7 separate regions of the Mus musculus genome follow, and regions 2, 3, 4, 5, 6 and 7 are each linked to region 1. A link is a contact called in public Hi-C, HiChIP or PLAC-seq and promoter capture Hi-C data. All regions are on one chromosome and are shown on one strand. The core of a region is the stretch at or near the end of the contact, and the rest is flanking DNA. Distances in the headings are between cores, read along the strand shown.

Region 1 (4,291 bases), core at 852-3,351:
CTGCCCACTCAACTGACCCACACAAATCCTTGCTTTGGAAATAATTCTAATATTTCCTGTTGCACCTCAGCTTAATTTTTGGGTCACACATGTTACATGTGAGCACATGAACAAACTTATGTCACTGACAAAACCTGTTGAGAAACGGAAACCTGACTTTCCAGGTTTTACTAATAAAGATCTTTGAAACTACGTAAATCACAAATTCTAACTACAAAATTCTAACTCCTGTGCCCTGGATTTCCCTCCATTGTTAGTCACAAAATTGTTTTTAATATGTTTTTATTCACTTATTTTTAGAAAATTCTATACATATAGGTGTATCACACTGGAGATAGGAGTGAATACATACACATAAACGTATTTTGATCATATCCGCCTCCCAACTCCTCCCAGCTTTCCACCCCATCAGTCATGTTCTCCTACATTTTTATATTTTATTTTTGATTACATGTGTGTGTTCATGCATGGGTCCTGCACAGGGGCGCAGAGCTGACAATGGAGCAGGAGTTTACACCTGACCTGGCAACCAAGAATGAACAGGGATCATCTTCCAGTCCATTCGAGCTCTTAACTGCTGAGCTATCTCTCCAGCCCCCTCTTCTGGCTCCTTCTGTTTCCTTTTAGATAGCCTTTTAAGATAGTCTAATTAGTGCTACCTACATAAACATGGGCATGGAAGGTGATCAGTGGATGAGGGGCCAAGCTCCTAAAGAAAACTGTAGTCACAAAACTCTTGAAGTTACACGTCTTTTGTTTCTCGACAGATGTTTTACAATCATCTGTCTAGACCAGCAGGCACTCAACAAACACTTGTTGACTTAGCTTTGGGTTTTTCTTTGGAATAAGCAGTTTCAGTTCTGGATATACTTCTTTAAGTGTTCCTTTCCCTGTCGTGCTAGAAATCACCAATGAGCTTTTCGTTGTTCTGGTAACAACCAACAAAAATGCCATTAGTGACTTCCAGAGAGCAGGAAGTTCTCCCCTCAGCAAGCCCCACTGAAGAAGGTGTATAAAGGGTGTTAACCCACACCAGCAGAAAGAGGACACTCTGATTGAGGGGTTTTAAGCACTGTCAGGAAAGCAGAAAGGGGATGGCACCGTGGGGCCTACAAACCACAGCAGAAGTAATTCTATTTTCAATGAGGTGAAGGAATATGTCACTCCTGTTTGGGAAGCCCACAGAAATTCCAAACTCGGTCTCACACGGAGCCCAAATTGCCAGGGAACTAACCTCTTTCCTCTTCGGAACCGAAAGCTTGGTGAGTTTGCCTCCTAGATAAAAGTCAAGCTTGAGGCGTGGGTGGTATGTGTTTTAAGGAAGACACTGGTGTCAGAGAACTTAACAGAACCAAACTTACAAACTTTCCAAGTCACTAGGAAATAAAGTTGCGGCCACCTCGCCCAGGAGAGAAGGGAAAGAACGAGGTTCCCAGTACTGAGGCACTTGTGCGCACACTTCATCTCCAGTCTACCCAAAAGCCAATAATCAGCGCCTTCCAGCGCACAGAAAACACTGTCTGCTACTCAGATTAACAGTATATATTAACAGTATATTCCATTATATGGACTCGGTATCACCTCTAGCACGGAGCAACACACCATAAATGCTCTTCAAACTCTGGTGATCTATGAATTAGCGTTGGCGCCTTATCTGGATGGGCAAATTAAAAAGTCAGAGATCGAGAAGGGTCCTTGCTATTGGCTTCCCAAAATCCAGTACTTCAGCACAGCCTACATAACCTCTGGAAAAGGAAGGAGGGGATCGCAGGTCCACCCGAGGTCTCGGAACCGCAGCCCGTCCTAGAATCGGGGTACCTGGGTGCGGGGACGGCGCGGCAGGCTGAGGACCGGACAGTCACTGACGCGAGGGCCACCGAGAGCGACACGGTGGCTACCGCCTGCCCCAGGGAGCGGCCGGCCATCGGCGCCTGGCGCCTGGCGCGCGGCCCGCGAGGGTTCGGAGGTGGCCGGCCTCGCCCGGAGCCCCGCCTTGAGCCCCGAACCTGCAGCCAGCGGGCACTAGGACCCGGCCGCGCTCCCCCAGCGCCGCTGGCCGGCGGCGCCAGCAGCCCCACGACGTACCCGACGCGCGACCGCGCTTTACGGCCACGCCGCAAACTAACCTGTGTGCCAGGCCTCTCCGTCTGCGCAGGCGAACTGGAGTGCCGCGGCGCGGCAGGACGCGGAGACCCAGAACCCTGAGGCTGAGCGGAAGGAGGGTCAGGGGCGACCACGTGCTTCCAGGAGAGGAGGGCCGTACGGAGGAGTCACGTGAGCCATGCGAGGTTTGAGAAGACGTAGGATGAGTCAGTGACGAGTCTTGAAACACCTTGGTTTGGTTTCCAGAAGCCAAGTAACTTGCTTTTCGAAACTTGCCCGCATACCGGATTCAGAGACCGCCTGTGAACAACAAAATGTGGGCGTCCCGCCGGTCACGTGATCAGGCCAGTCACGTGACCCCTAACCCTTAAGGAGGGAATCCCCCAACCCTGGAACGCAGCCTGGGCTCCCCAGAGCCCCCTTCACGGTGCTGTCCGTGGTGTTGGTGACTCTGATAAACCTCTTGTCCAAAAGGAAAGCCGGCCTCGGTTTCCCACTTTCGAACCCCAAAGCCAAAACTTACAGACAAGCTGTGAAAGTGGCACGCGGTCTGGATAATAACGAACGAAGGACTAAAGTTAGCCAGATTGAAAGTGGTAAAGCCAGGCGTGCATCGCGGCTTGCACTCCAGGTTTCATTCGTTTAATTGTTGATGAGACATATTCTAAGCCTATCATCAACTTTGGGCCTTGCAAAACACACCGTATGGCGTTGGCTCTTAAAGCCAGGCCAATCAAATACTAACAGTATCCTGAAATCCACAGCACTCTTGGGATGGGACAGCAAGAAAAAAGGACTGCACAGTAACACTTCAGGGCGTTGCCTTCGTGACTATACTACACCCCTTAAAATGCCCGCTTAGAAAAACTAAAAGTATGGGAAATTTCCTCCCCACCCCTGCCCAAACCTGGTGACAGATAGGCAGATCCCTGGAGCAAAGTAAAGATTATATTTTCTTTCTCTGCACTTTGGGGCATAAGCCTACCACCCCACAGTTTCCTGGAGATGTGGTAGACATGTCGTTGAGGTGTGAGCGAGCACTCAGGAAGATAAATCACCTTGGGCTCCAGCCCCTTCCAGAGATGGTTGTTTTCAGCTTGCTCCACTGCTCCTGTCATAAGAAACACGTTTGTTTCTACACACACACACACACACACGAACACCTTAGATCCTTCAGCACCATTCCCCGGCCTTCAAGATCCCTATTCTTTTTTTTTTATTTTGGTTTTTTTTTTTAATGAAACTAGAACCCAGTTCATAATGTAGGCTTTCCTACGGCAGCAGTAGCCAATAAAAATCTTTCCTTGTGACTTTAACTAGTATCCTCAAACAGGCTAGTGGTTTTGGTTTGGTTTTGTTTTGTTTTGTTTTAAGATTTACTTACTTATGTGGATGGACAGGGGTTTTGCCTGAGTATCTGTGCACCCCAAGTCTTTAGTGCCCGTATAGTCCAGAAGAGAACTTTAGATTCCTCAAGACTGGAGTTACAGGCGACTGTGCACTACCATATAGGTGCTAGGATTTGAACCCAGGTCCTCTGGAAGAGAAGCAAGCCAGTGCTCTTAACTGCTGAGCTGTCTCTGTAGCCCAGGCATTGTCTTTGGCAGCTCTTTCAGATAGCATTTTTCTTAAAGTATTGTTGATATAAAAAAGCATAGTTCACACCTTAAAGGATCTTAGTTTCTTCTGGAGCAAAATATGAATTCCTCTGGTCCCAGGAACACAGATTTTGGTTACCCCAGATATCATGTTATAAAGTTTCAATAGCAATAGCAATAGAACAAAATCCTAAATTAAGACATTTTAAATACATGAGTGGAAACATCAGGTAAGCCCAAGTTGCAGCAAATTAGTGAAATCTCTGATAAAGACCTCAGATGTTATCTGATCTTCTTTGGGATAGAGTCTGTTTATGCATTAAAATGGGATTTATATAATAGTCACAAGGAAGGCAGTAAATAGCTATTTAGATATTTTGACTCTAGACCTGCAACATTCCAACTCTTCACAGTCATTGATTTCTAATCAGTTAATCAACCCTATAGAATATTAATGTAGTTGTGACATTTTTCTAGGAATATCAGTTCAATGTGCATTTGAAAGCAGACCCTAGTAGTTTATGAATGTAAATTCCAGCTCTCTGGAAGCTGGGGCAGAAGGATCAGAAGTTCAAAGCCAGCCTGGCTAC
Region 2 (4,291 bases), core at 780-3,279, 390 kb after region 1:
AAAAAGAAGGCAGTGGTGGTGCACGCCTTTAATCCCAGCACTAGGGAGGTAGAGGCAGGTGGATTTCTGAGTTCTCAAATCCAGCCTGGTCTACACAGAGAAACCCTGTCTCGAAACCCCCTCTCCCCCAAAAAGGGGGTGGGGGTGGGGGTGAGGGCTGGAGAGATGGCTCATCAGGTAAGAGCACTGACTGCTCTTCCAAAGGTCCTGAGTTCAAATCCCAGCAACCACATGGTGGCTCACAATCATCCATAATGAGATCTGACTTCCTCTTCAGGAGTGTCTGAAGGCAGTTACAGTCTACTTATATATAATGAATAAATAAATTAATCTTTTTTTAAAAAAGAATTTCTTTTAAAAAATAAAATAAAAAGTTTTTTTTTCTATAAAGAGTACTCTTCTCACAATAAGACATGGTATATGCAATATAATCTGCTGTATAAACTTTACTCCAACAGTTAATGGATTAAACCAATGAACATTATATTTGTTGTTGAGACAGGGTCTCATGTCGTTTAGTCTACTATTGGCTCTGTGGCTAAGAATAGGCTCAACATTCTGATCCTCCTGCCTCTACCTCCCAAATGCTGGGCATGCACACATATGCCACCACAAGAGCCACTTTGGTGCTGAGTATTGTAACCAGATGGCCCCTGGGTTCAGTTGAACTAGATTCTAAATCTGTTTTATTTTCTAACAACCAGAAATCCTGGAGCTGTTGAGTTGATGGTTCTAGCTTTGGGTCTCTATGGAGTTTCAGTCAAGACTGTGTATGTATGTGCACTCCATGCATGCCTGGTGCCTTCGGAGTTCAGAAGAGGGTGCTGCACACCCAGGAGTCTGAGTTGTTGATGGCTGTGAGCCACCACACGGGTGCTTGGAACCAAACTAAGGCTGGTGGGCACATTGCAGTCTCCATCTATGCTAACTGAAATCAAATCGGGCTGAACTCTCCTACACTGGTCACATAATCCATGGTGGGGGGCTTCACCCCTGTGGCACAGACATTCCCCATTTGGACTACAGACACAATGAATCGGGCTTCTATACATTCTAGTTTCTTGTAGGCACAGAAGTACCTTCTACAGATAAGCCAGCTCCGCAGTTGCTGGCGGACATCCCATCATGCAGCTCGTCCCGTAACTTCCCACAACTTTTATTTTTTCTTTTTCTTTTGGAAAATGGAGGAAGCCCGGACATGTTTTCCGGGACATTCTAGGCTCAGTGATAGATCACTATCCTGCTCTGCGTGTGTGTGTGTGTGTGTGTGTGTGTGTGTGTGTGTGTGTGTGTGTGTGTGTGTGTGCGTGTGTGTGTTCATTCTTTGCGCTAGGAGAATTTGCTAGGCAGGGCGGATGGTACTTTCCTGTAGCTCCAGCCTAGCACTTGGGAAGCTGAAATAGATTTGCTGCAAGTCTGAAGCAAGCCTGGGCTACATAGTGGTTCTAGGCCAGTCTGGACTGTTTCAACAAAAACAGAAAAGAACAGCGACAGGTAGAGGGATCAGAGTATTTAACCTTAAAAGCTCGCCCTGAATTCACTATAAATGGAGGAGTTTCATTCCTTCCCTCTCAACAGAACCCTCTGTTTCATAGCGTTGATACTAAACTCACAATGATATAACCCTTACCTCGGGCTAGAAGCTCTCAGGCCTAGTCTTTAGTTCTCATAACCCGTGAAACATACACATATGATAGCCTCTTTGCTTTATGACGTCATTTAGGCTCGACGGAGGGACACAGGGAATGTCCTGGTGTTAGCAAGGGACAACTCTAGCAAAACCCTCCCGCATAGTGCCACGGTTTGCTTGGGACCCTAAGAGGTGCCTACATGAACAGGAACACGGAGCTGTCGCTGGATCCTCGAGAGTGGGCGTGGGACAATGACTGTCACCCACTGGGGCGAAGTGACTCCCATTAGGCAGGCTGGATCTGCGCCCCGCGCGCACACAAAGCCCTTTATTGAGGCACCGGGTGACGCAGGGTAGGCGCCGGGTGAGCGCCTGATGAGCCCCGCACCTGAGCAATCAGGCGCACCAGCAAGCAGGAGCACGAGCAAGCAAGCCGGCGCAAGTCGGCGGCTGGGCCGCTGCGAGTGCGCGGCCATGTGCACCTAGCGCGAGCTGCCCTGGGTCGGGGGCGCGGCCAGGGTGCGGCTGACCTGTGGGGTACAGGGGTTCCGGGAGCAGCACGGGCTGGAAGGGCGAGGCCGGCACTCGCTACCGCGCCCTAGCCGGTTCTGTCTGGAACTGAGAGCAGGAAAGGGCCGTGCCCTTAGGTAGCCAGCGCACCCCTGGGGTTCCATGCCGGTGAGGCTGGGTCGTTGTCCCCACCACAACCACTAGGGCGCGCAGCTACGAGACCAGGCGACGGGACTCAGGAGTACTCAATGACCGCCTACCGTGCCTGGGTGCGGGGGTGGGGGGGGTGGGGGGTGGGGGGGGGTGGGGTGGGGGTTACCAACTGCAGTCTTGCTCCGGATGACCCTCGCCTGGCTTTCCCTCACCTTAGACTCTTACTGAACTGATTGAGCGACTTCCTGGAAATGAACAGAACTAGCTCGTATGTTCATGGTTCAGGTCCAGTGAATGTTTATGATTCTTGACAGCCCTAAATGCTTTCTCCTAGCCTTTGATTATTTGGCCATAAAACTATTCAAATGAGAGCTGTTAATTAGGCCTGTCGCTGTTCTTTCAGGCAAAGTGCAAACAGCGGTGCAGATGTTACATCAGGCTCCTATGTAAGGAAACCACTGTGATCATTTGTCATGGCGTATGGCTTGCCAAGAAGGAACACAGTACAAACCATTTTGAAGGGCAGCTGTTATAAAGTGTAAGTACACACATACACACACATACACACACACACACACATTACCATGGCTGGAGCTTGCAACAGGGGCTGGGCACTTCTGTTCGCATTGTTACTGGAGTATATGGAAGCACTTGAATGGATCTAGATTTTGTCTTAAAAAGACTAGTTGAAAATTATTTTTATTTTGTTTGTACCTGCCTCTGTATTCACACTGCATTTGAGCAGGTGCCCATGAAGACCAAAAGACTGTGTCGGATCCGCTGGTATTGAAGTTACAGGTGTTACAGCGTCTCTCTGTAGATGCTGGCAACCAAACCTAGGTCCTATTTGCAAAAGCTGTTTGTGCTCTTAATGGGTGATCCATCTTTCCAGCTTCCTGAATGGTACTTTTGTAAGAATATATGAACAGGGGTTAGAGACGAAGCTCATGGATTAAGAGCTCTTGCAAAGGACCTGAGATTGGTTTCCTGCAACCTCCCACAAGGTGGCTCACAACCGTCCCTAACTCCGGTTTTATTAGATCTGTCGCCCCCTTCTGGACCAAATGGGCACAAAGCATGCGTGAAATAGACATATATGCAAGCAAAACACCTACATAAAATAATCTGAAAAGTTAAAATGTGCACTCAGGGGAGGGAAGGATTTAGTCAGCTTCATTTCCAGGATGCTTTTAGATTACACGTCATCACTGAAGGAAAGCAGGGCAGAAGCTTGAAGCAGAAACCACGGAGAAACGCTGCTAGCTGGCAAGCTCACAGGCTTACGCTCAGCTAGCCTTATCCCAGATCACCTTCCAGGTAGTGGCACAGCCTGCAGCGGGCTGGGCCCCATTCCCCACAGATGATATGGCCAGAGGCCTTGTGATCTGAGAAATCCCTCAGTTGAGTATCCCTTCTTAGGCCACTCCTGGCTGTGTCAAGTGGACAGTTAAAGCCAATAGACAATTCTAGCAAGACTTCACACCGAAGCAAGCCTTTGAAATGAGAAAAGAGAGGTTTCTAAGTTGATCAAACCAAAGGCATATGCTTACGTTCTGGGAGGCACTGTGTCACCTTGTTTAAAGACATTCTAAAAGTATTGTTTTAGGTTAGCATCTAAAATAATGGGTTCATTTGTATATATGTGTGTGGATATGTGTCTATATATACACATACATATTTATTATCTGTGTATCATTTTTCTTTAGTTTCAGTCATTCAAAAACACCTTTACTACTGCCATCTTAAAACCCAGTTATAGTGTACAAATGTACTAACAGTGCCTGTGTTTTTAAGATGCACGTTTTTGGCTGGTACAAAGGGCCAGTTTAGCTTCCTGTCCTCTTGGGCAGGCTGTGTATAACAACGTGGGCATTCCAGTCTGAAACCCTGAGCTCCAAGCCTGGCATCTCTGCACACTGTGTCTTAGCTTTAATGCCTACATCTGTGACACAATGCACGTCTGTCTGTTGGGTGGGGTGAGCCACTGAAACAATGCGC
Region 3 (4,291 bases), core at 1,204-3,703, 350 kb before region 1:
GGCTGTGCTCTATTCTGTGGTGTGGGACATGTCTGTCTCGTTTAAAATGAGGAAGAAAAAGAATGAAGAAGAATAAGGGAAATCAGGTATGAAGGAAAGAGAGGGAAGAAGGGAAGAAAGAATAAGAGAGGGGGAGAGGAGGAGGGGAGGGAAGGAGGAGGAGAGGGGAGAGAGGGAAGAGGAGAGGGGAGAGAGGGAAGAGGAGAGGGGAGAGAAGGAAGAGGAGAGGGGAGAGAGGGAAGGAAGAGGGGACTGAGAGAAGGAGGAGGAGAGGAAGAGAAGAGGGGATGGAGGAGGGAAGAGGGAGGAAGAGAGGAAGGAAGAGAGGGAGGGAGGAGGGGAGGGAGGGAGAAGAAGAGGGGATGAGGGAGGGATGAGGGGAGGGAGGGAAGGAGGAAGAGAGGGAAGGAGGAGGGAAGGGAGGGAGAACATATTGGTGCAGCATATGAACATAAGCGTAATATTGGGCTTATTTATATTGTTTGGGCATAGAGTGTAGTGTCTCATAATTGCAAGATGAAAAATGAATATCATTTAAAACTTAAAACAACAGAAACTTCCAAAACAGAAAAGGATCTATACAGTTGCAATGAATTGTAGTCATTATTATGTTGAAATGTCTGTATTTAACTAACTATAACTTTAACATTTTCTTCATCTCTGAAATAACTATACCTGCGTATTTTATACAACAACTTTAATAGTTATTTTTAGTTTTGCTTGCTGATGTATTCATTGTACCTGCATGTGGTTTCACAATGTGTTCCTGCAGACATGCAGTATGTCTTGGCCATACCTCCCTCAGCATGCTCTTTAATGCCCACATCTCTCTTCTTTTGTTTGTATCCTTCATCCCATGACAGTTTTCTTCCTACTTCCATGTCACATATACATATATACACTCTGTAATTAAGATCCACAAACGAGAGAAAATGTGATAGTTGTCTTCCTGAATCTGATTGAGTTACTTTAAAATGGCAATCACCAGTTGTATCTATTTCCCTGAAATGACATAAGTTCATCCTTACGGATGAACCAACTCCCACGTGTATATATACCACACTTTCTTCCTTTGTTCCTCTGTTGGTGGACAGATGCTCGTTCTGGGACTTGGCTATCATGAACAGTGCTCTTCCCGCATCTGTGCGAGCATCTCTGTGATCCGCTGACTCACTCACTGTTCTGCAGGGAAAGTGGGAGCTGCGGTGAGCTGTCATGTCTGTTTATTAGCCAATGTAACTGAATGCAGATAGAAAGTCAATAAGTTACTATAGTAAAACACATTAATATATGTCTTGGCTAACAATTTCTGACCTTACACTTTTTTTCAGCTAAAATTTAGAGCTGGAATTGGGCCATTGGTTTCCAAATACCATCTGGATCAGTGTTAATTTTGGAGAAAATTCTACTAATCTGCAATAAAGATCATATTTGGGTTACCTTCTGAGGTATGTGAGATATATATATATATATATATATATATATATATATATATATATATATATATTTTGATTTTCCATTTATATCGACACATGGGCATGATACATATTTATATCACACCACTTGATGCTTTATGACATCTGTATGATGTATTTATCAGATCAGGTAACTGGCACAGCATCACCTTGGATATTTATTTCTTCAGTTACCCTGCTGTGTTGTAGGATATTACAAGTCATTCTTGCCCAATTGTACCCTACTAAATTCTGTAATATGTTTATTGTGTGTGTGTGTGTGCCTGTGAGTATGCATGTATGCCTCTCTGTATATATGTGCACCTGTGTGTGTGTGCCTGTGAGGTGGGAGGAGAGAGAGAGAGAGAGAGAGAGAGAGAGAGAGAGAGAGAAAATGCCATGGCATACATGTAGAGGTCAGAGGACAATTTGCAAATGTCCATTTTTTGAATTAAAGTTAGGTCATCAGTCTGGTATTAAACAGCCTTCCCAGTTGAGCCCTTCATTGGTTGGTCCATGCTGCATCCCTTTGTGCATTATCCATCCTCTGTCCACCTCTTGCTCCCAATGTATTTCCCTCAGGCTATCTCATTAAACCACACTCATCCATTTTCTTTTGGGGTGGGGCTGATCACAGTGACGTTTTGTTTTGCCTTACTTTTAAAAAGATATTCTGGGGAAAAAAATGGAGCTAACAGCTTTAGTTACTGAAACTTGAGAGTGTTTACCAATTCTTATAGTTTAAAAATAACACCCTGGGGCTGCTGCTTTAGCTGGTCACCCATCAGATGGGAAAATCAAATAAATGATAGGGGCTCAGAGCAGAAAATCATTGACCCAAAGAATCCCAAGGGCAAAAACAGAAAAGAAAAGAAAGGACATGGACACAAAGAAGTAACTGTGTTTCAAAAGATGGTGCCCAATGATTAACAGTGCCTGCTGTTCTCCCTGCTCAACACAACCAGTTTGGTAGCGAGTCATAAAACCCAGTTCCCAGCTGTACCACGGATCCTGCAGCCTTGATTCCCGGTAGAAGTTAACATTTAACACGACCTTACTTGGATCTTGACATTTTTCTCAGGTTAGATAAAAACCATTATTTATTTAAGTCTATTTTAGTTGTCTCATTTTTAATGAGTAATGAATCAGTGGAAGCAGAAAGTAGGGCTGTGGAAGGAGGTGGGGCATTTTTTTTTTGTCCTTTTTAGATCAAGTAGCTTTATGCTCTCATATCTAGACAGCGCGGCAGCTACACATGCTTTGAAAATCCGCTTGCCCCACACCACTGCTTAACCATTTATCTCATAAACCACTAAGTAGTAAAATAACAATGAACAGCCCTGGGGCAGGTGACTCTTCAAGAAATAGGAGGTGAAATTGTTACTATGTCTCGCTCACAAGCTCCTGGCCGGTGCACATAAACAAAGAGCTGGGACCCAGGGCTCAAATCAGTTTGGGTGGCTGCAGCTCAGTAATCAGACATTCATTTCCTGTCATGACACATAGGAGAATTTCATACCATATGCATATGGACGCTTGTGTTTTCAAAGGAGGATTTATAAAGAGCTTCCACTTTATTATGTCTTACTGAAAAGATTTAAGTAGAATTTAAGCTATTTTCCCAAGCTACAGTATATCTGCCTTTATTTGCAACATCAAACTTTGGAGGTATTCCAAGTATTTTCCAGTAAGGAATTGGTGATACCAGAGTACCTCTGTGAGAGGGACTTTACTTTGTTTGGTGGGCTATGCTTCTGAATGACTTTTGTCATTTGTGGGTCTAGACATGGACCAGCAAAATATAGTCAATCTTCATTTAAAAACTGCAAGCATCTTCTTCTCTTTCATTAGCGATTCCTTATCTTCTTACTGGGCTTCTGTTTCTGGATGTGTGCAATTTAGGTTTTGATATATCTCCTTTCCCTTTTGAAATGCAGATGGTGGAAGATATAGACTTAATTCCTTCACTCCCTTACCGTCCATGCTCTCCATCCGTGTGTTTGTCCATAAGCGTGACAGTCACACTTAGATTCAGGGAACAAATGGACTCACTGCTTAGAACAGGGGCTGTAGAACCAGTGGTCCATGCTAAATGATGTCTTTGTCCAGATCTTTTTTTTTTTGTTGTTGTTGTTGTTTACCTCAGCTCCTGTCCTGTTCGCTGTGATGAAGTTGCAGGGCACTTTCAGCCAAGGACACTTCCACAGAGGTGAGCAGAGTTCAGAGACTCAGGGGACATTGAGATCAAAGAGAGTCACACATCTATGCTCTGGCTGCCACAGCATTCAGGAAGCAGGTTACAAGAGTGGTTCAACTTTATCATCATTCAGGAAAATAAAGAAATGGCAGAAGTCTCCCCAGATTGGATATCAAATCTGTTTTCAATTTGCTTTGGGTATGGTAACAGACTGAGAAAGAAAGGCATGCTGAAACAGTCAGAGATTCATAGTAGAGACTTTGTTTGTTCTAAGTGTGTTCTGTCAAGAACTATGAATATTTGGATTTAACTCAAAAATTTAAAAGCAGATGGGGCAAGAGTATCCCAGAGAGCACAGGAAATCACACCAGTGTTTAGTGTTCTTCTTTTTGTTTTTGTTTTGTCATGTGATGGAAAATTTTCACTTTGCTTAGATTGTCTGTGACTTCAGGGCTATGCTACAAACTCCACTGATAGCTAAACCTTTTAGAACCATCTCCCATATGCTAGAAACCGAGGCAGCAGCACCAGGAACATGAAAAACTCACAGCTGCCCGTAGGCCAGCAGAGTGGAAAGACTAAGGAAAGGAGATATAAAGCTGAAATACTACGAAATGAGTGTTACACATGGAAATGAGGA
Region 4 (4,291 bases), core at 1,010-3,509, 350 kb after region 1:
TTTTTATAAAACACACTAAGTTGTCCTCTGACCTCCTCATAAATATTGCAGCAGGCATGTATCCACACACATACATATATGCACAGAACAAATGAATAAAATGTGACAGTCACCACAACATTTCCCTGCAAGAGTAAAAATACCACATACTTATTAATAGTAGTATTTATAATTTTCTGTTCCAAGTTCCCACAGATTTAGTGGTTTAACCTCCTCAAGTAGTAAAGAAAGTGCTATTGTGTCCCTTCTCTTATTTTAGAGACAATTCTCAGGTCTGTGACACAGACAAGCAGAGGTGCCAAGTGTCTACGATACAGGATACAGGTTACTCTCAAGAATGTATGTATGGAACAGCCTTGGGAAATGCAGCTAGCGTCTACTTCTCCAGCAAAGGGGAACATGTTTATTATACAGTGTGATCAAGACAGTATCTCCCCTGGAGTACAGAGCAGCTGTACAGCCAATTATAAAAGAGGGGGTTCCTTGAGCTCTGGATTCCCTCCTGGAACACAGCTTGCTCCCTGAGACTGCAGTGTCTTTTGCCAATTGGCACTTAGGAAACAAGAGTAAGAAAAGAGAATACTGTCACTCTAGCAACTACCATTACAAATGACAAAATCACTCTGCTGTCACCCAGAGGTCTCCAGGCGGGTTAATTTGTTAGCTTGTAAGTAGGATAATATAACATCCTCACATTCCTTGACCAGAAGCGAATTGCTTTGCCCAGAGTCTGAGAAGTGGCAGGAGACACATTAAAGACGCATCAGCCTGCACATCCAGGGCAGAACCCTGGTGTTAAGCCGTTGCTATAAGCAGTGGTGCTGAACCTTGTTCCAGAAATAGAAGCAGCAACAGCTCCTGGTTACAAATGCAAATTCTGCACCAGCATTCGCAGACAGACCAGAAACAGTGACTGTGGCACTAATGGGGACATCTGTGGCTCTGAAGTATGTAACACCTAAATGACTGCATCAACACACACACACCCAACTTATCTCCCAGGCTGTAGGCAATGGTATGGGGAGGAGGACTTTACAAGGCATGAATTCTTGAAACCCACAAATACAGCTTCCATAAATTCTCGAAAGGGTTTTTTTCTAAATTAAAGAAGGCAGTTTATAGTCGGGCAGTGGTGGTGCACGCCTTTAATCCCAGCACTTGGGAGGCAGAGGCGGGCGGATTTCTGAGTTCGAGGCCAGCCTGGTCTATGGAGTGAGTTCCAGAACAGCCAGGGCTACACAGAGAAACCCTGTCTCAAAAAAACAAAAGAAAAAAAAAAAAAAAGGCAGTTTGTAAGGTGCAGAGGCCAGAGGATACCTTTGGGAGTGGTCCCTCAGGAGTCATCCACCTTGTTTTCGAGACTAGGTCTCTTACTTGATAAGTAGGTAGGCAGGAAGCCTGTCTCTACTCCACAACTCCAGGAAAGTGGCCTCATCTTTTACAATACTATATACTCAGCCCTTTTTGTTTGATTTATTATTTGTGTGGTTTTCATAAGACAGGATCTCACTATATAGTCCAGGCTGGCTTTGAACTCACAAGGACTCATCTGCCTATGGCTCTCAAGTCCTGAGATTAAAGATCTGTACCACAATGCCTAGCAGTATAATAATAAATAATAATAATAATAATAATAAAAGTCTTAACAAGTAACTTGGTAAGGCTACCCTTAAACTTGTCTCTCTTTTTTTGAGATCCAATTAGTTTTTATTTTATGTGTGTATTTGCTTTGCATGCGTGTGTCTGTGCAGGTGTCCTTGCCATGTCCTCGGAGGCCAGAAAAGGGTTTTGGATCCCCTGAAACTGCATTGTAAGCAACCACGTGGGAGCTAGTAATTGAACCTGGGTCATTTGTGAGATCAGTCAGTGCTCATAACCACTAAACCATCTCTCCAGCTCTTACCTTTGAACTTGTGATCCTCCTGTCTCTGTTTTCTGAACATCTGGAGTTACAAATCTGTACTACTGGTCTAGCTAAGATCCTCGGTACAGATCAATACAACTTGTCTGTTAAATGGGTTGACTTAATGTTTTCCATGTGCATAGTATATATTGTGGACATATAAATATATATCTGGGATGCTAGAAGAAAATGCTTACACCATAGTTGTGATGAGAATTACTTAGCCAAGGAGAAATACTATTTATATTTTAAGTCAAGCTGTAATTCTTGAAAAACAGGAAACCACATATCAACATAGCCAACAGAGTGTACCATGCTAGAAAGTGCACCAGGCTTTGAGTCAGAGGAGAGTTATTCAACTTCAGCCCAATTTCCTGACTTTAAAGGGGAAAACGAACTCAACTGAGAGCTACAATTAGGTGTGCGCGGTAGGTCACGGGAAGTAAGCACAGACATGCTCCCTGGGAGTGTACCTGATTGTTCTTGGAGGATCAGGGTTTTACCCCAATGTCATGCTTAGATCACTGTCTGGCACACAGAAGATGCTTTCTATTCAAGAAGTATCAGGAGTGAACAAGGTATTTCATAATGTTAGCTCCCTTCAGGCTCTGCTTGTCACAAAGCTCTTTCAGTAGGAAAAAGTCACTCTATCAAAAAAAAAAAAAAAACACTTAGTCATATTTAAAATGGGCCAGTTAATTTCAGAACATCAGCTGACTTTCTTCCCTGGAGAATACTACTAAAGGAGAGCTGTCCTGAAGCCTGAGAAAGAGGAGCTCCTATTAGCAACCCTGGCCATAGTCAATTCTGCAATGATACAACGTAAACACAATGAGTTGAGGGGATGGGGGGTAGGGGCTGCAGGGGCTGCAGAGGGTTGGGGAGGGTTGCCGGGAGGGCTTCAGGGACTACAGGGAGGGCTGCAGGGGCTGCAGGGGGGTCGGGGGGCTGCAGAGGGCTGCGGGGAGGGCTGCAGGGGCTGTGGGGTGCTGCAGAGGGCTGCAGGCACAGCTCAGCTTTGTGATAGAGTTCTTACCTAGCATGCACCAGGTCCATGGTTCACTTGCCAGACATGGTAGCCCAGGGCTGTACTTGGGGTTAAAGGCTGATAATCAGAAATCCAATGTCATCCTCGCCTACGTACAGAGTTTGTGGCCAGCTACACGAAACCCGATCTTAAAAAATGGGAGTGAGGATGGGGGTGGAGATGGCTTAGTGGGTAAGGTGGATTAATGAACAAGGATGAAGACCAACTTTCAAATCCCTCGAACTCAAGAAAAGCCAAGCGTGGACTCAGCGGTGCTGTGATCCCAGCCCTGTGAGGGATACAGACAAAAGGGCTGCTCGAGCCTGTCAGACGCCAGCCTAGCTCCAGAGTCAGGGGTAGACCCTGGCCTCCAGGGAATAAGGCAGGGAGTAGTAGAATAGGACACTTGATATCCTCTTCTGGCCTGTATATGAACACATGCAGGTGCTCACACTCACATCTATACATGCATATATACCACATATATGCACACACAGATAGTCATTAATAAAACAAAAAGCCATTCCGGGCCAGCCAGGGTTACACAGTAAGATCCTGTTCTTAGGGCTGTCGAGATGGCTCAGTGGTTAAGAGCACTGGCTGTTCTTTTTAGAGGTATGGAGTTTAATCCCCAACAACCACATGGCAGCTCCCGCTTGGAGGAGGAGGAGGAGGAGGAGGAGGAGGAGGAGGAGGAGGAGGAGGAGGAGGAAGATGAAGAAGATGAAGAAGAAGAAGAAGAAGAAGAAGAAGAAGAAGAAGATCTTGTCTCAAAGCCAAAACAACTAAAGCAGCAGCTAACACACTTCTGCAGCCTTAAGAGTGATGTCTTCGAGGTATGCCATCCCACGCAAATATAAATTAATTTTGTCTTTTATTTGTTTTTTTTGTGTAGCCCTGACTGTCCTGCAGCTGGCTCTGTAGACCAGGCTGGCCCTGAACTCAGAGAACTGCCCAATTTTGCCTCCCGATTTTGCTAAGATTAAAGATGTGTGTCACCACCACCACCACACCAGGTATTTAACTTTGCTTTTTAAATGTTAATTTATCTGGAGCCTGGGATGGTGGCACACACAGGAGGCAGAGGCAGGCAAATCTGTGAATTCTTGGCTAGCCTGGTCTACAAATAGAGTTATAGGACAGCCAGGGCTGTTACACAAAGGAACCCTGTCTTAAACAACAACAACAACAACAACCTTTTGTGTTGGAGGTGCCCATGGAGGCCAGATGGGGGTGTCATCTAGAGCTCTGAGGCCACTAGGAACCAAACCCAGGAACCACTGAGCCGGCTCTCCAGCCCCAGCTTTGGCTTTTAAAAAGTGAAAATATAGGACTATTTCAGGACTTGCACTTTCACATCC
Region 5 (4,291 bases), core at 796-3,295, 330 kb before region 1:
CCCAGGTTTTGCTTTTGCTTTGCAGGTGATGAGATTGTGCTCTAGAACTTTTCCGTAAACAGGAAACTGTGGTGTGGATATGGCAAGTGGATGGGAGATGTAAAAGAAATGCATCTGACGGGCCTTTGGAAGTCTTGGGCCTCTGCCACATAGAGACTCTAAAACCTTTTCTGTTGAGATACTTTTCAGGTGAATGGTTTGGATGAAATGACCATCTTAGATCCTCCTCTGAGATCCATGACTTCTCTAGGTTTCCTGTACCAGGCAAGATTAATCAATCACCCAGTAATCTTTGCCTTCAAAACTCTTGTCAAGCGTTGGTGAGATGCCTAAGCGGGTAAGAGCACTGACTGCTCTTCTGAAGGTCCTGAGTTCAAATCCCAGCAATTACATAGTAGCTCACAATAATCCGTAATGAGATCTGATCTTCTGGTTTATCTGAAGACAGCTACAGTGTACAGTATAATAAGAAATTAATCTATGGGTTGGAACGACCAGGGACTAAGCCAACAGAGTTGACCAGAGCGAGTGGGGCTGACTGGAGTGAGAAGAGGTCCTAAATACAATTCCCAACAACCACATGAAGGCTCACATCCATCTGTACAGCTACAGTGTACTCATATACATAAAAAAATTAAATAAATAAATCTTAAAAAAAACCCCAAGAACCAAAAAAAACTCTTGTCAGGAACTAGTTCAAATAACTGCTTAGAGTGTTATACTCTTAAAAAGAAAGTTCTAGTGACTTTGGAAGGAGTGGGCTCGGGTCTACTGACTTGCTGTAGAGTCTCCTGTGTATTATTTAATTTTCTATAATGTGGCAGCTAGTCTTGTTAGTTGAAAACAGTGTATTCTTGGATAGTGTATTCCTGGATAGATCACGCCAAGCCAGCACAGTTCTCACCAGAGAGGTCCTTTATTGAAAGAGAAGCAAGGAAGAGAAAAAGAGAGAGATGGGTTGGGGTCCATGTCTTTTATCCGAGAGGTAGGTAAACTCAGGTGTTGACAAGGGCAGGTGATGCAAGTAAGGCATGCTGGAGGGTGGGTGGGGGTGTGTGGGATGGTTGCCATGGCAATGGATGCAGGAATGTCCTGTAGTCTAGGGATGATGTCATCTCTGGATTAAGAGGCTGGCTGTAAACAGCTTCTGAAGCTAATGAGTCTTCCTTGACTAAAGCTAGCAATTTCCTGTGGGACCCAAGCAAGTTATTAGTCGCTACTTTCTTAACTGCTAATTGGCTGCAACTATTATCCCTACTTGATGGTATTGCTGTCCCAAGAGGGAATGGGTAATTGACGTAAGGCTTTAACCCAATACTTGATGCATAAAACAAATGATCTATGAGCATGGATGGTGATTGCTGGTAATATGAGCAGTTTCCTCTGGTCTGAGCCAACACTCATTCATGCTTTTGATAAGGATACAAATTCTGGGGTTCAAATTGCGGTCAACCTTTTTTTCCTGCTGCTTTCAAACTGTTTAACTTTAGCCGAATGACTCACCTTTCCTGTGCCTCAGTTTACCCACATGCAAAGGCAGAGTGATGAGGACTCCTATCTCACAGAATGTTTGGTAGATTAAATAACATAATTCACACAAAGACCTTGATAGAACGTCAGGTACAGTGTTGCTCCTTCTCTGCCTGTTTGCTTCATTTCACTTTCTGGTCATGGGACTGTCACTAGTCTAAACAGAACCATTATTCTGAAAGAATCGCCTCTGCCAGGGGTCCAGGAAACATTTAAATGCTTACAAGACTGAGAAAGACTTGCAGGTCAATCAGTCAAGTCCAGAGTATCTAACTCTCTTAGATAAATATTTTGCTGAAACCAAAAAATTACACGTTTAGGCTAAAGAAGAATTCATGAGGAGGGGAACAGAGAAATTCTCGGGAATGTCCACACAAATAGACAAGGATGTGGCTTGCTACATCACATACAGAGGTGAGCTTTCCTGACCTTCTGGCTGGCTCTAGGCAGCTCTGAGTCAGAGCCATGCCCTCCCCTGTCCCTGCCCAAGGCCACTTCATAGGCAAGTGCGAGTCCCCAGACAGTTCCCGGGATGCAATGACCTTGCGATCTCACGGCTCCACTAGCAGGAATATGATATTGTGAAAGCAACTCCCACACAGGAAATTGGATATTTGGCGCCTTGCCCTGACTTCCATCCTGATTTACCAGCTGACCTTGGGCAAGCCATTGCTTTTGCTCCAGTTCTGTGAAGTGTAAAATAGAAAGAATAATGTACATTTCTCCAAATTCATGGGCTTATCACCAAGACTGAACATATACAGAAGTCACTTAAAAATTGTAAATATTTTCATCCATTTATGTTAGCATAAGAGAGCAAAGGGGTATGTATGCATGGACAGGAATGTACAGTATGTAAGGACAGGAAAACTTGAGAGTAAGTTCCCTCTGACCCCTGTTGACCTTGAGCCTTGCATAACTCCCTTGCTCTTTCTGAATCCTAGTTTCTTTAGTTAAGGAGGTATGTATGCATGCAATTTCAGGTAAAAATATGATTGCTAATGTTCCTGACAGACTTCCTTAGTGTTACTTTGCCCTTCTCCCTCTCCCTCCTCGCTCCCCCTATCCCAAATAAAGTGCTCTCCAGTATGCCCTCCTCATTGTACAGTGCCGCCCTCCTCACTGCACGGTGCCCCTTCCTCACTGCATGGTGCCCCCTCCTCACTGCATGGTGCCATCCTCCTCACTGCATGGTGCCATCCTCCTCACTGCACAGTGCCACCCTCTTCACTGCATGGTGCCACCCTCCTCACTGCACGTGCCCCCTCCTCACTGCATGGTGCCCCCTTTACTTTCCTGGTACCTGTGCTTACTCCAGCTTAATGTTCTCATATGAAGATTTGGAGCTAGGGATTACAGGTGAAAGAGATGTAGCATTTGCCTCTGGGCATACATATACATATACATATACATATATCACATACATATACATCATATACATATACACATACACATCCATACATACACACATATACACATACACACACACATACACATACACATACACACACACACACAAATACACATACACATACATATACAGTTTAAGTGATGTTGTTCTACTTGGGTTGATAACCATTTATATACACACACACACACACATACACACACACACATACACATACACACACACACACACATACACATACACATACACATACACATACACATACACATACATATACAGTTTAAGTGATGTTGTTCTACTTGGGTTGATAACAATTTATACACACACACACACACACACACACACACACACACACGCACGCACGCACATGCACACACCAAGAACCATTAGCAGCAACCCCATTGGAATTGTTGGTCAGAGGGACTCCCCAAACAATACAAGCTATTGTTATTGCCCTTGCTTGCTTCCCAGAGGTTGAAGTCCCTATTGCTGAAAACACCATTCACCTCAGACCCAGGCCTTGAGGAGCTGAGTGGGATCTGACCTGGGAGTCTATTCCCTGAGGACTAGATCTCATAGAACTGCAGGGTGTAATGCAAGCTGCCAAGGTGGTAAACCAAGTAAGAGTCCTACCTAGCCAGGATGCCTGTGAGCTACAACAGTGTCCAGCGTAGTATGATACCCCTAATGGTGAAATAGAGGCTAGTGGTACAGAACAATTAATCATGGGGTGCTTAGCCCCAGTTGATACATCTAAAATGCAGTTCCTGAACCTAAGGCCCAAGGCTCATGGTAGGAGAGGAGGCAGAAAGACTGTAAGAGCCAAAGGACCAGGGAATTAATTTTCCTAGAAATAACAGGGCATCTTCACCCATGATACTGCAATAAGACAGCTGCTTAAACAAGACTTGAGCAGCACAACACCAATAGACATGCTAACACAGAAGAGGCAAATGTCATGGGGCCCCACCCATAAACAAGGAATGCTGAGAAGGAGAGAAATAGTTTTTCTCAGGGAAGAAAACATTTCATTGCTTATTCAATACTAAGTGGTCAGCCCTGAAATTATATAATACAAGTAACACTAACACTATGTGGACTGTGTCTCATATACACACACACACACACACACACACACACACACTCATATATATATATACATACACACACACTCATATACACACACACACACACACACACATATATATATACCCACACACATACACACACACACACATATGTATATGTTGCAAATATATATGTGTGTTGCTAGTATATATACATATGTGTGTATTTGTGTGTGTGTATGTTTGTGTGTGTGTGTGTGTGTGTGAGAGACTGTAACAAAAAAAT
Region 6 (4,291 bases), core at 1,205-3,704, 310 kb after region 1:
ATCTTAATAAAATACATTTTATTTATGTTATACTGAAACCAATCAGCCACAAGCATGCCTTTACGCTTACTTGCAGTTAGTAATGGAAGGAAGATGTAGTTGTACTTTCTCTCAGACTAATTCTTAGAAATCTATGTGCATTTATCTTGGTGTTTTGTTTTGTTTTTGTTTTTGTTTTTTTTAACTCCCTGGACCCAGTATGGGCCACTGGTTACCTGTTTCCAGCTTGCAACTTTGTTTCCAGCCTCACCGGCTGAGCCCACTACTTGCTTTCCCTGATCTGTGAGACGGGGTGTACCAGATTATTCATGCAGTAGAAGAATATGTTCCAGACTCTTCTTCCAGATCATCATCTGCTTCTCTCCCTTAGGCAGGAACTCAGGTCAGGTGACCACAAAGCCTTTCTGCAAATCCCCACCCACAATCCACCAGGACCTACTCTGGGCTTCCAACACAGTTTACAATCAACTATCTACCACAGTCACAAGATCAAGATTTTGTTTCCTTTGGTTGCCTTTTAAAGATAGACTTAAAACTGTTTCTCACTGTGCTAAGTTTACGTACACTCAGTGTTCTGGATAGAGGTGCAAAGCTCCTCTTGCCCTTTCTGCTCCAGGAAAGGCTTTTGTCTTCCCTGAGTTCACCTTAAAAACTATCCATAAAGTTAACAAATTCACCTCTTGTGAGCCTCAGGAAACCCTCTCCGACCTACCTCCCCTAGGTCAAATGGACTTCATCCAGATAAGTACCCGTCAATCAACACCCTAAATTCCCCATCTGTTGCCTATTCCAGAGGATGGGATTTCCCTTCTCCCACCAATTCCCTGGTTTTTGGACTCCCCTCCCCCAACCATCAAGAACATGAGCCTAAGGGTTACAAATATATACCTAAGATATAAGTTTTCTCCCAAGCCCGCTTAACTTTATTTTCTGTCTCCGATAAGTCAAAAATCTATATCCAGGACAGCTCCAAAGAAGCAACCCAGAAGCGATCCAGACTACTCTCCCAGAAGAGTCTAGTGGGCCAGCACTTTCCTAGCTGTAGATGGTCCCACAGACCCTGGACAGCAATGAAACAGCCAACTCTCTTCCAGGATTTAACCAACATTCCAATTTTCTTAGGTTTCCCTAAGACAACTGTTGCCCCAAAATCAGCAGGAAACAATTAAAGAGCACACTCCATTCCTGCCCCACCAATCACCCCTTTGTAGTTTATTTTATGTATATGAGTGCCCGGCCTGAATGTACAGCTGTGTGCCTGAAGAGGGCATCAGATCCCATTACAGATGGTTGTGAACCACCAATGTGGTTGCTGGGAATTGAACTCAAGACCTCTGAAAGATCGGTTTTCTTTCTTTCTTTTTTTTTTTTTTAAGATTTATTTATTATTATATCTAAGTACACTGTAGTTGTCTTCAGATGCACCAGAAGTGGGTGTCAGATCTCATTATGGATGATTGTGAGCCACCATGTGGTTGCTGGGATTTGAACTCCGGACCTTTGGAAGAGCAGTCGGTGCTCTTAACCACTGAGCCATCTCTCCAGCCCCCAAGATCAGTTTTCTTCTTAACTGTTGAGCCATCTCTCCAGCCCCTATTTCATTTTTAATTAAACAAAAATGGAGGAATGTTGGCAATTCCTCTAGACTCTGCTCATTAGTTACCTAGCAACGGCTTGCCTCTCTGACTACCAGGTTCTAGCCACAAGTTAGGCATAAAAGAAGACTGTTCTTCTAAATCTATGTCTGTCTCTCTCTCTCTCTCTCTCTCTCTCTCTCTCTCTCTCTCTCTCTTTGTTCCCACATATTTCCAGATGTTCTTTTCTTCTCTCTCTCTCTTTCTGTCCTTCTCTGTACCCACCCCCTTACATTTCTCTGGTTCTGCCTGTTTTCCAACTCCCCTTCCACTCCCCCAATAAGCTTCCAGCATGGTGGTCATTCCTTAGAACACCTTGGCCAGGCTGCTAAGGTGCTCTTTCCCACCCTTTTACAAAACACAAGAGTGACCTCCGGGAACACAGAACCAGCCCCAACCCTGGAATGGTTTCCTTCTTCTACTTCTGTTTTCTCTGTAAAGTCAGAGGGAAGTATGACTCCCATACACTGAAAGGGGGTTTCCCCACGGCCTAAGACAGCCAAGGCATGCTCAGACATGTTGCCTCTCTGGAATCAATCTAGTGGCCTCCATGTCCTGTTAACAATTCTCCTACAGACCCTCGATGCCCTACCAACCCTGGGCCCAGGGACCTGGGGTCCCTTCCTCAATGCGATCTCTAGTCTCACAGTTTGCTGCTTCCTTGCCCATGTGACACTCTACCCCACCTGCAGAGCTACTGAGAGGTGGTAGCACTTTTACGAAATGGGACCTAAAGTTGGGAAGGTCCCTGGGTGTGCCCTTAAAGGGGATATTGGATCAAGTCTCCATCTGCCTCTCCCTCACCCCCTCTGTTGGATTTCCAGCCAACATGGGGTGAGTAAGTCTCCTATGTGTACATAATGAACCAACCATGACTGTCATAAGGGTCAAACCACCATGCGGTGAAACCTCTGCGATCAAGAGCTGAAACAAGCTTCTCCTTTGGGGTTTTATCAGTGACAATACAGTAACTGAATAACATTCCCATTTTCTAAAGGGAGTAGAAGAATAACCACTTAGCCTTTGACATTTATTAAATAACATCTGTGAATGTGTGCGCACATGTTGATGTATAGATGTGCACTTGGCACTGGAAATGGAACCCAGTGTAATAATATTTAGTTGAGTAGCATCATAAATTTACCTATGAAGCAAATCTCTAGCCACAGCTTAAAAACATACAATTATTGACTTTGAATATATAAATGGGGGAGGGGTTATTATATTGAACAACTTGAATGACTCTACTCCCAAACCCACACGTTTATCTAGAATGAAATAATATTTGTTTTGCTTGTTTTTCAAGATAAAATTTCCCAGTGTAGCCCTGGCTATCCTGAAACTTATTTTCATAGATTCCCCCTGCCTCTGCCTCCTGGATGCAGTGTTTAAAAGGGTGCATCATCACACCTGGTGGATAAAAATTATCTTGTTTCTGGTAAAAAATAGGATCCTTTCATTTTCAATTTGTAGACTTTCAAGCACAGGGTGTGATCTTAAATATTTACCTATAAGAACCCCAGGAATCCCAGGCCAGCCCAGAACTAGCAGAGAATGGCCTGTGGCTCCTGCTACCACCCCAGGAGAACCACCACACCCAGTTTATACAATGTTAGGAATGAAACTCAGGGCTGTGTGCATTTGAGACAGGCACTCTGCTAACCCAGCTACATTCTAACCATAGCCCCTTTTAAAGGAAAAGAACCCATGTATGCATGACTGTTTGCCTGCGTGAGTGCAGTCTATGGAGGCCGGAGATGGTGCATCCTTTTGGAGTTGGTGTTCCAGGCAGTTATGACCTGGTGTGGGCTCTGGGAACCGAACTCTTGATTCTGAAAGAGCAGCGAGTGTTCTCAACTGCTGAGCCATGTTCCCAGAATCCACTCTTCTGCTGAAGGACTGATCTGTCTTTCACTGAAGGAAGGATGACTTAGGCCAAGACTTCACCCTCCCATCAAGATGTTAGGTTTCACACACACGCTATGGCTGAGTCAGAGATACTGCAAACTATGGGAGGAACAAAGCAGGTGACCATGGTCCCATATCAGACCCAGCACAACACACATGATCTCCTCCTCCTCCCTCCCAAATGGCTCACCTCTCTTTTTCTTTACAATTCTGGAAGCAATTATAAGACTATACTCTGGCTCTGGCCACAGTAGCATCTGTCTTTATCTTACTCAGCTCTGTTTTCTCCTTAGGGAAATGGACCCACCTAACCAGCACCAACACCTGTGTGGACTCAAGAGCTGGACCCAAAGTGTGTCCTCAGCCATGTGGTACACAGACTACCAACCACCAGGGGGGATCAACCTCAGATTCTCCAGTGGCCGACATCCATTCCAGAGCTGCCTTCCTGATTAATGTAGCAGTTGCTCCCCCTCTGCTGTCCCCAGCAATGATTCCAGAACAGGATGTTGCTCATAAATCTCTCCCGGTAGCTTACCTACCACCCACTGGCCAGCTTGTTTTAACAAGAGTAGTTCATTCCCACCTCCCTCAGTATAAAGCCCTCTGAAAGGTCACCAAAGTTCTGTTCCTAAGATCCTTGCCCGTCATAGGAACTGAGTGTAAAGAAAACACCATATCTCAGTAAGGATGACTATAAAAATTCTACAACGTACTATGAAGGAATGCCCATTTATATCTTGACATCT
Region 7 (4,291 bases), core at 638-3,137, 270 kb after region 1:
CTACAGCTTTAATTAAAGGCAACTACCTCCCCTGGGAGAAGCAACAGATTTTCACACTCTTGAACACTCAGGGTAACACCACACTGATATCCAAAACGCCTTGCTGGGGGGCAACGGCACTCTGAATTAACACACCCTCCTGGGTGTTTAAGAGTAGGGCAAAGGCCTTGTCAAGGCAGATTACAGAGCCCAGGAGGGCCCCATGGAAACAGGGTAATGACCTTACAGAGGACCAGCTGTCCCGGCCACCATGTTCCTCAGTCAGCACTGTCCTGAGTGCCTCACTGGTTCTTTCGCACGGTCTCAATCTCTCTCTCTCTCTCTCTCTCTCTCTCTCTCTCTCTCTCTCTTTCTCTCTCTCGTTTTCAATCAGACCTGACAAAGTAGAATTTCTTTAAAGACCCATTTTCCAATTTGGGAAAAAAAAAAAAAAAAAAAAAAAAGAGGCTCAATGACTGACTGACTGTCTCACAAAGCCCTGGAAATCCAAGCTTGGTTAGTGATGCAGCCTTACGCTCCCAGTCGCTGGGCTGAGTTACACAGGGCAGTGATGACTAAGGTGTGCTAGCTGTTAATCACTCTTAATTCCTTCGTTTCGAGGAGGTGCACGGCAACCCAGGTATTATCCCTACCAGCAGAACAATCTCGGAACCACAGAACGCATGACTGGTTCGGCTGATTCCACAAAGCCCTTACAGGAAGCTCCTTGAGAGGGGCCTCAACAGGCGCTTGCTCTTCCGTTTTCTAAACACTGAGCTGCATACAATCCTTCTTTAGATCCTTGTTAGATTTTACACACTTGGGGGTCACTGATCCCACAGTAACCTCTGCACTCACAAGTCATGTCTCATACACTAAAGACATCCACAGACAGGGATAACACTCAGCAACCACAGTCTGGCATCAGGATGCTCTGCATCCTGGAGAGTCAACAGAACACAAGGATATCTACAAGGATATCTACAAGTCCCCCCTGCCTCCAGAATACAGGCAAAGTTCATGACCCTTGCTCCTGCTGACTGTAAAGGGCAAGGAGGCTACTTTTGCCTTGGTATTGATGATCACAGACTCATGGTTGAGAAAGGGGGACATAGAATGTTTTGGGGCAGGGTGGGGGTGGAGGGAAACAAATAAAGACAAAATTGAGTCTTCAGAACCTTGAGCTGCCCTGAGTTTATTTAATCAACATCTGGACAGATACAGTTTAACGTGTCGACATTTTTCATAAAACCAATATGTGAAAAGTTTCCAAGCTATTGGGTGCTAGGGACAGAAACAAGGGCAGAAGACAAGTGTAAGTCAGGCGCTGCCAGGACCCTTGAGAGAGAGAGCACTTATGCTCCAACGCACAGAACACTGCATTGCAGAATAAACACAAGCCAGCCGACACTCTCACTGACAGAACTCCCCACACAAAACGGGTAAAAATTTAAAAAAAAAAAAAAATCCGAACGAACCTCTGGAAACCTAAAACACACAGGGTGTGCTGACTTTCAGAGAGGTGGTGAAAATGCTGAAAAATTCAGCTCCAATTCCTCACCTCTTCAGAGTACGGTGATTAAGTCAGCCCCATGCTGGGCCTGTCAGGGTGCATTTACTCAAAGGCTTCTCCTTGGGGGATGGAATGTGTCACCGAGGAGTTAAAGTACTGAGAAAACCCAACTCTGTAGGCATGGGGGCGGGGGTCCTCTCTTCTTCTTCCTTACCACTAATGAGGGAAGGAGTCAAAGAGGCTGGGGGGAGGGGGGGAGAGATGAGGAAGGCCTCAAGCCACACAAAGGCCCAAGCTGGGCTGGAGACATGGTGCAGCGTGCTGTGGTAAGGTCCACCTGAAGAGCCTTCTGCCAGGCCAGAGCTCAGAGCTCACAAGCCTTGTCACTAAACTAGGTTAGTCAATCAGGAATGCTGAATGCCATTCATGCTCCCATGGCAACCCAGGGCCCACGGGGCTGCCTGTGAACAGCTGACTACCCATTTATCACCCCTGACTGCTCACTCCGTGTATGCCTTTCTCTCAAAGATGTCACCAGCTCCCTCTAGAATTAATGCTCAAAGTTTTAACTCTCCTTTGGAGAGTACGGGGGAGGAGTATCTTCTTTCACGCGTCTCTCCTTGTAGCCAGAGAAGGAGAAAGAAATCAACCCACTGGGTTCTGACTCACTGATTTAGCTCTTTGCCGTCCTGCCCTGACCATACAAAACAACTTATAAGACTCACGGCTTCCAGCCACCTTGCCTTACGAAATAGGGTCCCTGTGTCACAAGTGGATAGAAGTGAAGGAACGGGATCGGCGGCTTCTGTCACGTGACTTTAGAGCACTGGAAACGGTTCTGCCTGGCTTACATTTGTCTTCTGTCCTTTGTTTCCATTCCAAAAGCTTGGGAACTTTTTCTTTCTTTCTTTCTTTCTTTTTCTTTTTTTTTTTTTTAACACATTGGCTTTAGGAAAAACTGTCACTGCATTTTAAAATTACATTAGTTTGCCATTAAACTGTATCTCTCCCAATGTTGCTTACAGAGGACAGCTCCGTGTTTTGGAGACAAAAATAAATGTTTCCAAACACAAGAGACTACTCCCCCCCCCCAGTTCCATGTGTATGAAAAGAATGTGCAAGAGGCTTTCTCATAATAAAAATCACTCAGCTAAAACTTCCATTCTTAATACTGCTCCCTTAACCTAAAACACACTACAAACAACAAGCTGAATCGGGGGGGGGGGGGGGGGGGGACTTGGTCCCCCAAACACTCAAACTGACACTTAAAAAAGCAATCGGGGGCCCCTCCAGAAGACAACAATGATTCTATCAGCTGTATTCCTGGGGCTGATCATCTGTGTTAGGACCCCACACCCACCTTCACACAATTTAAATCAGCCTTGAAAACACTGCTCAGGGAACCTCCTGGCCACTCACTCTCCTCTGAGAGTAACTACACTCGATAAAGAAATTTAAATTCTTGTTACGCATCATAAAGTCTCTTTTTCCATTCTGAGGCAGTTTGCATACCTGAGATGCATGTTACAAGTTTTAGACTGATACCGGCTCTAAGGAAACACCATGTTAATTCACCTTGCAGAAGAACCTGGCACATACTTCTACATAGGTTCTAACACACTTTACACTCTGTTAGGTTTCCCAGGAGACTAGGGTGACGTGGTTGAGTGACAATGTGGTTCCTGGAGCATTCTGTGTATATTCAGCTCTGTGCCTGGCATGGTAGTGCACAGCTTCAATATCTTCACTTGGGAGGCAAAGGCAGGCAGATCTCTGTGAGGCCAGGCTAGCCTGGTCTGCGGAGCAAGCTCTAGAGGAACCAGGACTACCAAGAGACTCAGGTTCAAAAACAGTTTTGTTGGAACATTTGCTTCACAAAAAAGATATTCATATACTATTTTAGCGGAGTCTCTCTCTCTCTCTCTCTCTCTCTCTCTCTCTCTCTCACACACACACACACACACACACACACACAGGGCAAAACAAAATGGAGTAAAGAAATATTGTGATCATTATTTTGCAAAGCTCTAAACAGTAGATCAGCCCCAAACTGTAATTCTAGATCCCTGTGTATGAAGAAGCAAAAGCTCACAGCCTGCAGTAAAACAGAGAAAAACACGATCCAAAGTCCAAGTGCCAGGGCTGGTGTTTTATGACACACTGACCGTTTCTCCTTGGAATACATGCAGATATATTTAGAGGGAAGATCTTATTAATCTACAGGTAGAGAAGCCTAATCACCCGCCTTTTTGTTAAGCTGGCTTATGGTGATGCACTACCCAGCAGAAACGAGAGACACAGATAGAAGAAAGGCTAGGTGTTCCAATACACAGCAGACAAAGCCTTCCACACATATCAATAAAGGGGGATGGGATAGAGAACAGGGCTGGAGCAATGGCCAAGCAATTAAAAGCACTGCATTAACAGGCTGTAACTCTAGTTCCAAGGAATACCTTTGCTTCCCTTGACACTGGGCACACACAAGGTGCACAGGGATACATGCAGGCAAAACACCCAGACACATAATTAATATATAATATATAACATATAACTTGTAATATGTATGTATGTATGTATATTAGGGCTAGAGAGATGGCTCAGCAATTGAGAATGCCCAACGCAGAAGACCAAGGTTTAGTTCCCAGCACCTACATGGCAGTTCACAACATCTGACACTTCAGTTCTAGGAAGCTACTCAGTGCCTTCTTCTGACCTCTGTAGGCACCTGACATGCACCCATACACATAGAGGAAGATAAATAAATCACGCACACGCGCGCGTGGACACACACACACACAC

What was found. HiChIP or PLAC-seq counts read pairs in DNA pulled down with a chosen protein or histone mark. A called contact is a pair of places that touch in the nucleus more often than the background predicts. Capture Hi-C pulls out chosen DNA fragments and counts their contacts.
Region 2: a promoter capture Hi-C map of pancreatic islet shows a contact between it and region 1. The contact joins the promoter of 1700016H13Rik here to the promoter of Nudt9 in region 1. A contact is called at or near these places in 6 of 39 promoter capture datasets (the C10 cell line, embryonic stem cells, hematopoietic stem and progenitor cells and 3 more), 3 of 115 datasets of contacts at active chromatin or transcription factors (embryonic stem cells and thymic regulatory T cells) and 3 of 9 other capture datasets (adipose tissue, liver and pancreatic islet).
Region 3: a contact with region 1 is called in a FOXA1 HiChIP or PLAC-seq map of pancreatic cancer cells. The contact joins the enhancer-like site here to the promoter of Nudt9 in region 1. A contact is called at or near these places in 4 of 39 promoter capture datasets (the 3T3-L1 cell line, hippocampal neurons and maxillary cranial neural crest), 1 of 15 datasets of contacts at CTCF or cohesin (the NIH/3T3 cell line), 1 of 484 Hi-C or Micro-C datasets (myeloid progenitors), 4 of 115 datasets of contacts at active chromatin or transcription factors (the NIH/3T3 cell line, bone marrow-derived dendritic cells, embryonic stem cells and 1 more) and 1 of 9 other capture datasets (embryonic stem cells).
Region 4: a contact with region 1 is called in a Hi-C map of Th1 cells, with 3 times the contacts expected there. The contact joins the enhancer-like site here to the promoter of Nudt9 in region 1. A contact is called at or near these places in 3 of 39 promoter capture datasets (the C10 cell line, liver and pre-B cells), 7 of 484 Hi-C or Micro-C datasets (CD4 T cells, the G1E-ER4 cell line, Th1 cells and 3 more), 2 of 115 datasets of contacts at active chromatin or transcription factors (embryonic stem cells and pancreatic cancer cells) and 1 of 9 other capture datasets (adipose tissue).
Region 5: an HNF4G HiChIP or PLAC-seq map of pancreatic cancer cells shows a contact between it and region 1. The contact joins the enhancer-like site here to the promoter of Nudt9 in region 1. A contact is called at or near these places in 1 of 15 datasets of contacts at CTCF or cohesin (the NIH/3T3 cell line), 1 of 484 Hi-C or Micro-C datasets (myeloid progenitors), 1 of 115 datasets of contacts at active chromatin or transcription factors (pancreatic cancer cells) and 1 of 9 other capture datasets (embryonic stem cells).
Region 6: a FOXA1 HiChIP or PLAC-seq map of pancreatic cancer cells shows a contact between it and region 1. The contact joins the enhancer-like site here to the promoter of Nudt9 in region 1. A contact is called at or near these places in 2 of 39 promoter capture datasets (the HPC-7 cell line and fetal liver), 1 of 484 Hi-C or Micro-C datasets (CD8 T cells) and 2 of 115 datasets of contacts at active chromatin or transcription factors (embryonic stem cells and pancreatic cancer cells).
Region 7: a contact with region 1 is called in a CTCF HiChIP or PLAC-seq map of the NIH/3T3 cell line, with 10 read pairs. The contact joins the enhancer-like site here to the promoter of Nudt9 in region 1. A contact is called at or near these places in 1 of 15 datasets of contacts at CTCF or cohesin (the NIH/3T3 cell line), 1 of 484 Hi-C or Micro-C datasets (the G1E-ER4 cell line) and 1 of 9 other capture datasets (liver).

The regions. Positions count from the first base shown.
Region 1 is chr5:104,044,674-104,048,964 of GRCm38.p6, reverse strand. Nudt9 (nudix (nucleoside diphosphate linked moiety X)-type motif 9) reads right to left here and starts at 2,101. Exons shown (of 8, transcript NM_028794.4): 1 at 1,819-2,101. The coding sequence starts at 1,925. It overlaps Mir5619 (microRNA 5619), which reads right to left and starts at 962; the gene lies at 902-962.
Region 2 is chr5:103,653,462-103,657,752 of GRCm38.p6, reverse strand. It overlaps 1700016H13Rik (RIKEN cDNA 1700016H13 gene), which reads left to right and starts at 2,029. Exons shown (of 4, transcript NM_028824.1): 1 at 2,029-2,308; 2 at 2,697-2,831. The coding sequence starts at 2,767. It overlaps Gm42138 (a long non-coding RNA gene), which reads right to left and starts at 2,056. Exons shown (of 3, transcript XR_880498.2): 1 at 1,631-2,056.
Region 3 is chr5:104,397,888-104,402,178 of GRCm38.p6, reverse strand. No RefSeq gene overlaps it. Among named protein-coding and RNA genes, the nearest start is that of Spp1, 35 kb to the left of the region's middle. Within about 2 kb of position 2,453, at least 41 of the 459 cell types and tissues checked have an H3K27ac peak or open chromatin away from gene starts, as enhancers often do. A contact at or near this core is called in the NIH/3T3 cell line and pancreatic cancer cells, where this site is marked.
Region 4 is chr5:103,696,324-103,700,614 of GRCm38.p6, reverse strand. It overlaps a transcript of Aff1 not described here. Among named protein-coding and RNA genes, the nearest start is that of Gm25721, 40 kb to the right of the region's middle. Within about 2 kb of position 2,259, at least 67 of the 459 cell types and tissues checked have an H3K27ac peak or open chromatin away from gene starts, as enhancers often do. A contact at or near this core is called in Th1 cells, adipose tissue, pancreatic cancer cells and 2 more, where this site is marked.
Region 5 is chr5:104,372,240-104,376,530 of GRCm38.p6, reverse strand. No RefSeq gene overlaps it. Among named protein-coding and RNA genes, the nearest start is that of Mepe, 49 kb to the right of the region's middle. Within about 2 kb of position 2,045, at least 64 of the 459 cell types and tissues checked have an H3K27ac peak or open chromatin away from gene starts, as enhancers often do. A contact at or near this core is called in the NIH/3T3 cell line and pancreatic cancer cells, where this site is marked.
Region 6 is chr5:103,730,629-103,734,919 of GRCm38.p6, reverse strand. It overlaps a transcript of Aff1 not described here. Among named protein-coding and RNA genes, the nearest start is that of Aff1, 21 kb to the left of the region's middle. Within about 2 kb of position 2,454, at least 61 of the 459 cell types and tissues checked have an H3K27ac peak or open chromatin away from gene starts, as enhancers often do. A contact at or near this core is called in CD8 T cells and pancreatic cancer cells, where this site is marked.
Region 7 is chr5:103,776,372-103,780,662 of GRCm38.p6, reverse strand. The region is part of intron 1 of Aff1 (AF4/FMR2 family, member 1); the gene reads right to left. Among named protein-coding and RNA genes, the nearest start is that of Aff1, 24 kb to the right of the region's middle. Within about 2 kb of position 1,887, at least 210 of the 459 cell types and tissues checked have an H3K27ac peak or open chromatin away from gene starts, as enhancers often do. A contact at or near this core is called in the G1E-ER4 cell line, the NIH/3T3 cell line and liver, where this site is marked.